2 separate regions of the Drosophila melanogaster genome follow, and region 2 is linked to region 1. Evidence: chromatin contacts called from public HiChIP or PLAC-seq data. All regions are on one chromosome and are shown on one strand. The core of a region is the stretch at or near the end of the contact, and the rest is flanking DNA. Distances in the headings are between cores, read along the strand shown. Region 1 holds the start of l(2)gd1 (lethal (2) giant discs 1). Region 2 holds the start of cmet (CENP-meta).

Region 1 (3,724 bases), core at 436-2,935:
CTGCTTATTATAGTACTCGCGCTGTTCCGGGGTTATCTGGTAAATGGTCACCAATTCGCTCTCGTTGTCATCGTCGTCGCTGCTGTGGCGATCGGAAGACTCTTCCTCCGTGCCTAGCAGCTGGCGATGCTCGTCGCCCAGCAAACCCTGCCAGAGGGTGTCCTGCGCCCAAGGCCGCTCAGCCACGCTGTTGGTGGGCGTGGGGCTGTCACTGTTAGTGCTCCAGGCTTCTGGCGATCCACCACCAGTACCGCCTCCTCGTCGTCGCTAAAAGAGATAAGGCATGGACGGGGATCGGTCAATGGTAAGCTTATTTACAAATGTCACAAGATAAGATAGAAGTACAAACCCCGACATTTTCGCGGCTGCTGCTGCTGACGACCCCACAGCCATCCGTACCTCGTCCATGGCCTGTCGCATCGTCCACTGATTCGTTTTGCTCAACCTCGGAGTCGGTGCTGGGCACATCAGAGGTGTCTTGCAGCTGCTCTTGCTGCGAGTTACGACGCAGTGAATTTCTGCGATCTGTGGGTGGTGGCGGTGGCAAGGCAGTCAATCCATTTTCGACAGCCACCGGAGCTGTAACCGCCTCCTTCCAGCTAAAGTGCGGTAATGGAAGCGGAAACGTGGCCAAGATCAGCTCCTGGCGCAGGGGCATGGCCGCCTGATGAGCAGCGATTAGCTTCAGGCATGAGTAGAACTGTGTCCGCGAGATGTGTAGCGCCGTGGAGGGTATCCCCGCCAGACCGGTGATCTATAAGCCCAGACCCAGATAATTAATCACTCACGATCACACAAATTGGACCTACCTCAATCACGGTCTCATTGGCGATGTCCGCCGAGCGAAAGAGCTCGGTGGCCTTAAGCATGGGCACCTTGCCTGTCTTCTCCACGTCGCAGCATTGGAACAACTCACTGTAGAAGCGCGTCTCCGGCTCAGTGAGGGACACGTCCATGCCTGTCGCCTACTTGTTGCCGTCTCTGGTTTCGTTTACCAAGCCGCTGGTTAACGAGCCACGCCCCGTTCGTCCGTCCTGGACCCGGAATCCAATTCGTTTGTTTACTTCCACGTTTAACCCAGCAGGCCAGTGCCGACCCCGCTGCCCCGCGCTGCTCACAACCAGAAGTCTGATGATTTTCTGCCTTTGGCCCCCAAGACGGAGTTGGAGGAGGTGGAAGCTGGGAGAACTGCGGGGACGATGGTTTCGCTAACTTCTTGGTGCCACCACAACCACGATGGTTAGAGGATTCACGGCACTGGTCGACGAGGGTACACCTAGTGCCTCAAGCTGCTCGGCGCACAATCAATTTGGCTTTTTGTCCAGGTTTTTTTTCGCAAACTCTTTTGCACTGTGTGTGCGCTGGCTCTCGATATCGATAGGTTGCGGTATCGATTCGATTAGACAGCTGGCGCGGCAGCCCTGTACCTGTTAGCGTTTCGCAGCCCTAGTTACCGGCAAAAGTTTAGTTCCGCAGGATTGATGTTTTGTAAGGTGGCTTACCATGTTCATTTATATTTCATTATGGATTAAACTATAATAAAATTTAATGTTGCTGAATGAAGAAAAAATCATTTCTTCATTATTTTTAACGATATTTTTTTAACCGTCAACAAATTTCCTGTAGCCCTGTGCCACTGACGTCACCAATTCGCAAAGACTTTCCTGCGTCACCTTTCGTTGCACCACAGTGATCCCCACTCTGTTATTGTTGTCTGCGGCTGAACTGTTGCGACGCAAAAATTTAAAGGATTTGAAAGTCTTTATAGACTTATTTTAGTTAATAAACAGCCTCTGTGCAATCAAGGATGTTCTCCAGAAAGAAGCCAGAGCCAGCGAAAAGAAGGCAACACGATTTATCGCAGGTGAGAGGAAAAACAAACAGTCTAGATCCGTCTATTTATTAATTATGACTCATCGTTTGGACTGTCTTTTTTGTTTTTTGTGTTTAGTTCGGTCTTACGGAAATCCCAGATGATTTTGATCCCAGCGCTGGATATGGTGAGGACGATGGGGGTGACAGTGATTTGGAGGCAGAGCTTGCGGCCATAACCGGCGGAGAAGGAGCCAAGCCAAAGCCCAAGCCCAAAGCAAAGCTGTTACCCGCCAGTGATTTGGACAAAATGATAGCCGACAGCTTGCGTGATGTCAGCGACGATGATGATGATGACAATTTGGAAAGCGATCCGGATCTTCTTGGCGAGCTGAGCGGAATCGGTGGTCTAGAGGAGGCAGAGGAAGAGGAGCCTGTCGCACAACCGCCAGCTGCCTCTGAGGAACCCGTCCAGACCTTTCTGCCCACGACGACTGTGGACACATTAAGCATTATCAAACAGCGCCTGGAAATGTACAAGCAGGCCGAGGCCAATGCCAAGACTGCCGGCGATTCTGGCAAAGCAAGGCGATTTGGAAGAGGCCTTAAGACTCTGAAAGATCTGCACAGGCAGGCAGCGGCTGGCAAGTCCATTAACGTGGATGACATTCCACCTGAAGTCAGTGTAAAGCCAATTGGCGGGCAGGCTCCTCCAGTGCCTGCAGAGGAGTCACCAGCTCCTTCCACACCTGCTTCCCCTCCGCCTGTGCCTAGTCGTGCAGCTCCAGATCCACCAACCCCCGGCACCCCCGTGGAGCCCACTACATCTGTGGCTCCCACATCTCCCCCTAATCCTCTTGTGACGCAAATGCGCAGCCGCCAGACGGACTACAAAGCTGCTGCACTGCAATCTAAGCGCAGTGGTGACATATCTACTGCCCTTCAGTTTCTCAAAGTGGTCAAGCAATTTGACGTAGTTATAAAAATGTGTGAAGACGGACAGGAAGTTGATTTGAGTGACATGCCCCCTCCACCAGCTGAGTTTCTTGAATTCCTTAAAAAAATGCAAGAAGAAGCAGCCGCAGAAGCTGTCGCAGAACCTACTGCTGCCCCAGAACCCACACCTGTTGCTCCTGCTCCTGTTCTAGCAGCTGCAACAAATATGTTGGAGGCTCTGCAGCAACGTTTAGAGAAATATCAATCTGTAGAAGCGGCAGCCAAGGCAGAAAACAATAGCGGAAAAGCAAGACGCTTTGGAAGGATTGTGAAGCAATACGAAGATGCCATAAAGTTGTACAAGGCAGGCAAACCAGTGCCTTACGATGAGCTGCCTGTGCCACCAGGTTTTGGACCGCTGCCTACGGCTGATGCTGCTCCTGTCGCGCCGACACCGTCGCTGCCCACTTCGCCTACATCTCCACCGCCAACAGCAAGTACTTCCGCAGGAGGAACACCCTCCAGTTCCAGTGCGACGACACCTACAGCTCCTCGAAAAGCACCTTCACCTCCTAAGCCCAAAGAGTTAACAACACGCACGTCTGGCAATCAGCAGAAGAATAATATTGCCGAGCAACAAATGAAACTGCTCCTCGAGCGCCAAAAGGAGTTTAAGCTAGCTGCTATAGAGGCCAAAAAAGCGGGAGAAATAGATCAGGCGAAGGAGTACCTCAAGATCTTCAAGGGATTCGATTCCCTTCTTAATGCAGCGAGTAGTGGATTGCCAGTGGACCTCAGCACTGTAAGTTTTGCATTACATCTTCTTCTTGTATGGCTAACTATATATTTTTTTTTTTCAGCTTCCCGTCCCGCCTTCACAAAGGGATAATCTAGAAGCCTCCTTTGCCATTGTATCTGCTGAGGAATGCGATCCGACAGATGATATCTGTGAAATTGGTGTTCGCATGGAGGAGCA
Region 2 (3,724 bases), core at 565-3,064, 160 kb after region 1:
GTTGCCTGATGGTCAACATGGGTTTGAGGACATCTGGGCGAGGGGAGCCAAAATCAATGCATTCTGCCGGGAGAAATTCCTCACTAATGGAGTTGCTCTCGGTACCGATATCCAGGGAACCCAAAATGTTTATGGTCTTTGGAATGTTGTCCCATCGTTTGCCTGCATTTGAAGTGTGAAAAAACACTGGTTTTGGAAGGTGTGAGACCTTTGGAAATTGGTCAATTCGATCTTCAGTTGTGCCGGTCTCTGCTAGCTCCAAATGCGATCCCGATGCAGTGGGACACCAAGTACGGCGACGCTTCTGCTGACCCTTGTCGCTCAGGGAGTGACCACAGATTATCTTGTGCATGTCGTGTTTTATTTGTCTCTCCAGATGCTCTACCTTTTGCTGGTTCTCGTTTTTGCGCTCTTCTTCGGCCAGCTTATCCTTAAGCACCTTTATTTCTCGCTCCAGCCGCTTCATCATTGTGGCGTCAGATACCATCTCGTTGACTTGGGGCTTAATGCGAATTTTCTTGGCTCGCGTGGCGAAACTAAGGGTAGACTGCGACTCTTCCATGATCGATGGTTTGATTGTGCAAATGATGGATGTGAATGCATTGCCGCCCAAAGAAGCCTGCAGAATGCGCGTCAGCTTGGAATCGCGGTAGTTGGTAAATCTATTGTCCGCGTTTTCCGACAGACTTTTGATAACGTTACTGAGAAAAAGTAAGCTCTTGTTTATATGACCGCCCTCTTTGAGGCGCGCTCCTCGAGCACCCGTTTGGTCCGCCCGCTCTGACCCAGCCAGATCCACCAGGTTCAACACGCTTTGAATCACTGCGTCGTCATCGCTGTGGTCCGACTTTCGGGACTCGATGATCTGTGGGATACATGTTGCAGATTATCGGAAAGAAAATAGCAGGCTGCACTTACTATCTTAAATATGGCATGCGAACGGCTGGACCGCTCGTTCATGTTCGTCTCGCCCACGGTGCGCTCCTTATTGCCCAAGCATAGCAGGCGCAGGAGGTCAACCTCGCTGGTTATGATGCACTCCTCGCAGTTCACATTCACAATCCCATTTCCGGACTCATGGATCTTGAGGTCCTGATTCTTCTTGTTCAGCAGATCGTAGATCTTCTCGTTGTAGATCTCGATGTAGCCCACGCGCAGCAGAAAGTCCCGCTCCGTCTCACTGGAGATCTGTTGAAAGATCTCCTTGGCGGCTAGCACCATGACGCCCGGATTCTGTTCGTCGCCCATCATGGTGTACGTCTTGCCTGAAATGCATGCCCGGTTTTAGGTATACCGCCGCGTATATATAGCACAGTACCCACCCGACGACGTCTGGCCGTAGGCAAAAATAGTTCCGTTGAAGCCCTGCATGCAGGCGTGCACTATGTGCTTGGCCATCCGGTCGAACACCTCCTGGTTGCTGGCGCCCTCGTCGAACACATAGTCTGCCAAACGGAATGGAATGTAAATGAGATAAAGGTCTTGTGGATCAGGATACGCTCAACGCTCTAACCACTCACCGAAGACATAGGGCTCCGCATGGCTGTCCGCCAAGTGGATGGAGCGGCGCTCCTTCACCTGCCAGAGTGAAGTGAGCCCGGGCTCGCAGGGACGCACCTTGATGCAGACCTGGATGGAGCTGGCGTTCTTCGCAGACATCTTGGCGCCTTCTTGGTCTCAATGCTTTATGATAAACAGAACGCAGTTCATAAACAAACATAAAATTCAATGTTTTACAGTAAACAAACATTGATCGACATCTTTGTTGCTCGTTAAATTCGAACAAATGCCGCTTTGCAAAATCAGGGATGTATATGCTTCGATATCTTCGAGTGGCGCTAACGACTCGATAGATAAATCGGTTCATCGATTGTTATCATAGTTCCAAATAGGGCTGCAAAAATAAAAACAGAAACACATTATGTTCTTATCCCACAGGGCTGCATTAACATTCCTGATCAAGGGTCGCTACGGCATATATATATTCTAAGACGTTGTGTTCTTATTGGTAGGGCATGCTAACTAACAAAGTTCTATGACTCAATACTTTAAGGTCAAACAGAAAATAGAACAAGCTCTTAAATACATGCGAAAACTACGGTTTAAATTTCATATAAGTTCGTATTTTTTCTACTAATTCATAACTTCTATTCATAGCACACATATAATGTGGAAAGTATTTGATTCCAAAACAAATATTTGAAATAAATTATAACTAAGCTCCCTAATATAACCACTATAATATTTTCCAAATTTTCAATTTTCCTATTTTTTTTAATAGTGAACAACTGGGATTATTATTCCAATGAAATCTCATGTTTATATCAGACAGTATTCTTCTGTATGCATTAAACAATCCCCTCAGCTTTTGTCTGTCTGTAAGTAAGCATTTAATTTAGCGGTCTTTACTATTTTGGAAATATAGATAATAATAATCTATATTATATATCACGAAAAAGCTCGGAAAAAGTTTTATGTTCGAAGCCTATTGGATTATATTTTCATATTCGCCGAAAGCTCCTCAAACTTTTAAATTGAACTGGCTCGCGCCTATTTACTGGTTCCGTATTTCGATCTGGTTCGCTTCCGAAGCGGTATTTGTTCGAATTTACAAAGAGAAACTAACATGTCGATCAAACTAGCTTTTATAAAACGTTAAAATCTGTTTGTGTCTGTTCATTGTGCATGTCAAACACGTTTCCCACAAGTCGCAAAGATGTCTACGAAGAACGCCAGCTCCATCCAGGTCTGCATCAAGGTGCGTCCCTGCGAGCCCGGGCTCACTTCACTCTGGCAGGTGAAGGAGGGCCGCTCCATCCAGTTGGCGGACAGCCATGCGGAGCCCTATGTCTTCGGTGAGTGGTTAGAGCGTTGAGCGTATCCTGATCTACAAGACCTTTATCTCATTTACATTCCATTCCGTTTGGCAGACTATGTGTTCGACGAGGGCGCCAGCAACCAGGAGGTGTTCGACCGGATGGCCAAGCACATAGTGCACGCCTGCATGCAGGGCTCCAACGGAACTATTTTTGCCTACGGCCAGACGTCGTCGGGTGGGTACTGTGCTATATATACGCGGCGGTATACCTAAAACCGGGCATGCATTTCAGGCAAGACGTACACCATGATGGGCGACGAACAGAATCCGGGCGTCATGGTGCTAGCCGCCAAGGAGATCTTTCAACAGATCTCCAGTGAGACGGAGCGGGACTTTCTGCTGCGCGTGGGCTACATCGAGATCTACAACGAGAAGATCTACGATCTGCTGAACAAGAAGAATCAGGACCTCAAGATCCATGAGTCCGGCAATGGGATTGTGAATGTGAACTGCAAGGAGTCCATCGTAACCAGCGAGGACGACCTCCTGCGCCAGCTCTACATGGGCAACAAGGAGCGCGTCGTGGGCGAGACCAACATGAACGAGCGGTCCAGTCGTTCGCACGCCATCTTCAGGATAGTGAGTGCTAGATTCTTGTATTAATCATATAATATGCAAGATTATTTCTACAGATCATTGAGTCCCGAAAGTCGGACCACAGTGATAACGACACCGTAAAGCAGAGCGTACTGAGCCTGGTGGATCTGGCTGGATCCGAACAGGTGGACCCCGCGGACCACGCATCCAGCCTTATGATTTTTCGCAACTTGGTTAAGAGCCTCTCCGAGAGTGTAGATAGCAAGCCGAATAGCTTTCGCGATTCGAAACTTCCGCGCATCATGCTGC

What was found. HiChIP or PLAC-seq counts read pairs in DNA pulled down with a chosen protein or histone mark.
Region 2: an H3K27ac HiChIP or PLAC-seq map of the Kc167 cell line shows a contact between it and region 1, with 4 times the contacts expected there. The contact joins the promoter of cmet here to the promoter of l(2)gd1 in region 1. A contact is called at or near these places in 18 of 107 Hi-C or Micro-C datasets (the Clone 8 cell line, the D17-c3 cell line, the Kc167 cell line and 9 more) and 2 of 6 datasets of contacts at active chromatin or transcription factors (both in the Kc167 cell line).

The regions. Positions count from the first base shown.
Region 1 is chr2L:11,105,258-11,108,981 of dm6, forward strand. It overlaps l(2)gd1 (lethal (2) giant discs 1), which reads left to right and starts at 1,686. Exons shown (of 6, transcript NM_135644.4): 1 at 1,686-1,864; 2 at 1,952-3,550; 3 at 3,609-3,724. The coding sequence starts at 1,808. It overlaps Reps (RALBP1 associated Eps domain containing), which reads right to left and starts at 1,388. Exons shown (of 7, transcript NM_135643.4): 1 at 810-1,388; 2 at 350-754; 3 at 1-267. The coding sequence starts at 956.
Region 2 is chr2L:11,267,188-11,270,911 of dm6, forward strand. It overlaps cmet (CENP-meta), which reads right to left and starts at 1,815. Exons shown (of 12, transcript NM_080254.3): 1 at 1,521-1,815; 2 at 1,323-1,445; 3 at 919-1,265; 4 at 1-865. The coding sequence starts at 1,659. cana (CENP-ana) reads left to right here and starts at 2,593. Exons shown (of 11, transcript NM_001032076.2): 1 at 2,593-2,855; 2 at 2,931-3,053; 3 at 3,111-3,457; 4 at 3,511-3,724. The coding sequence starts at 2,717.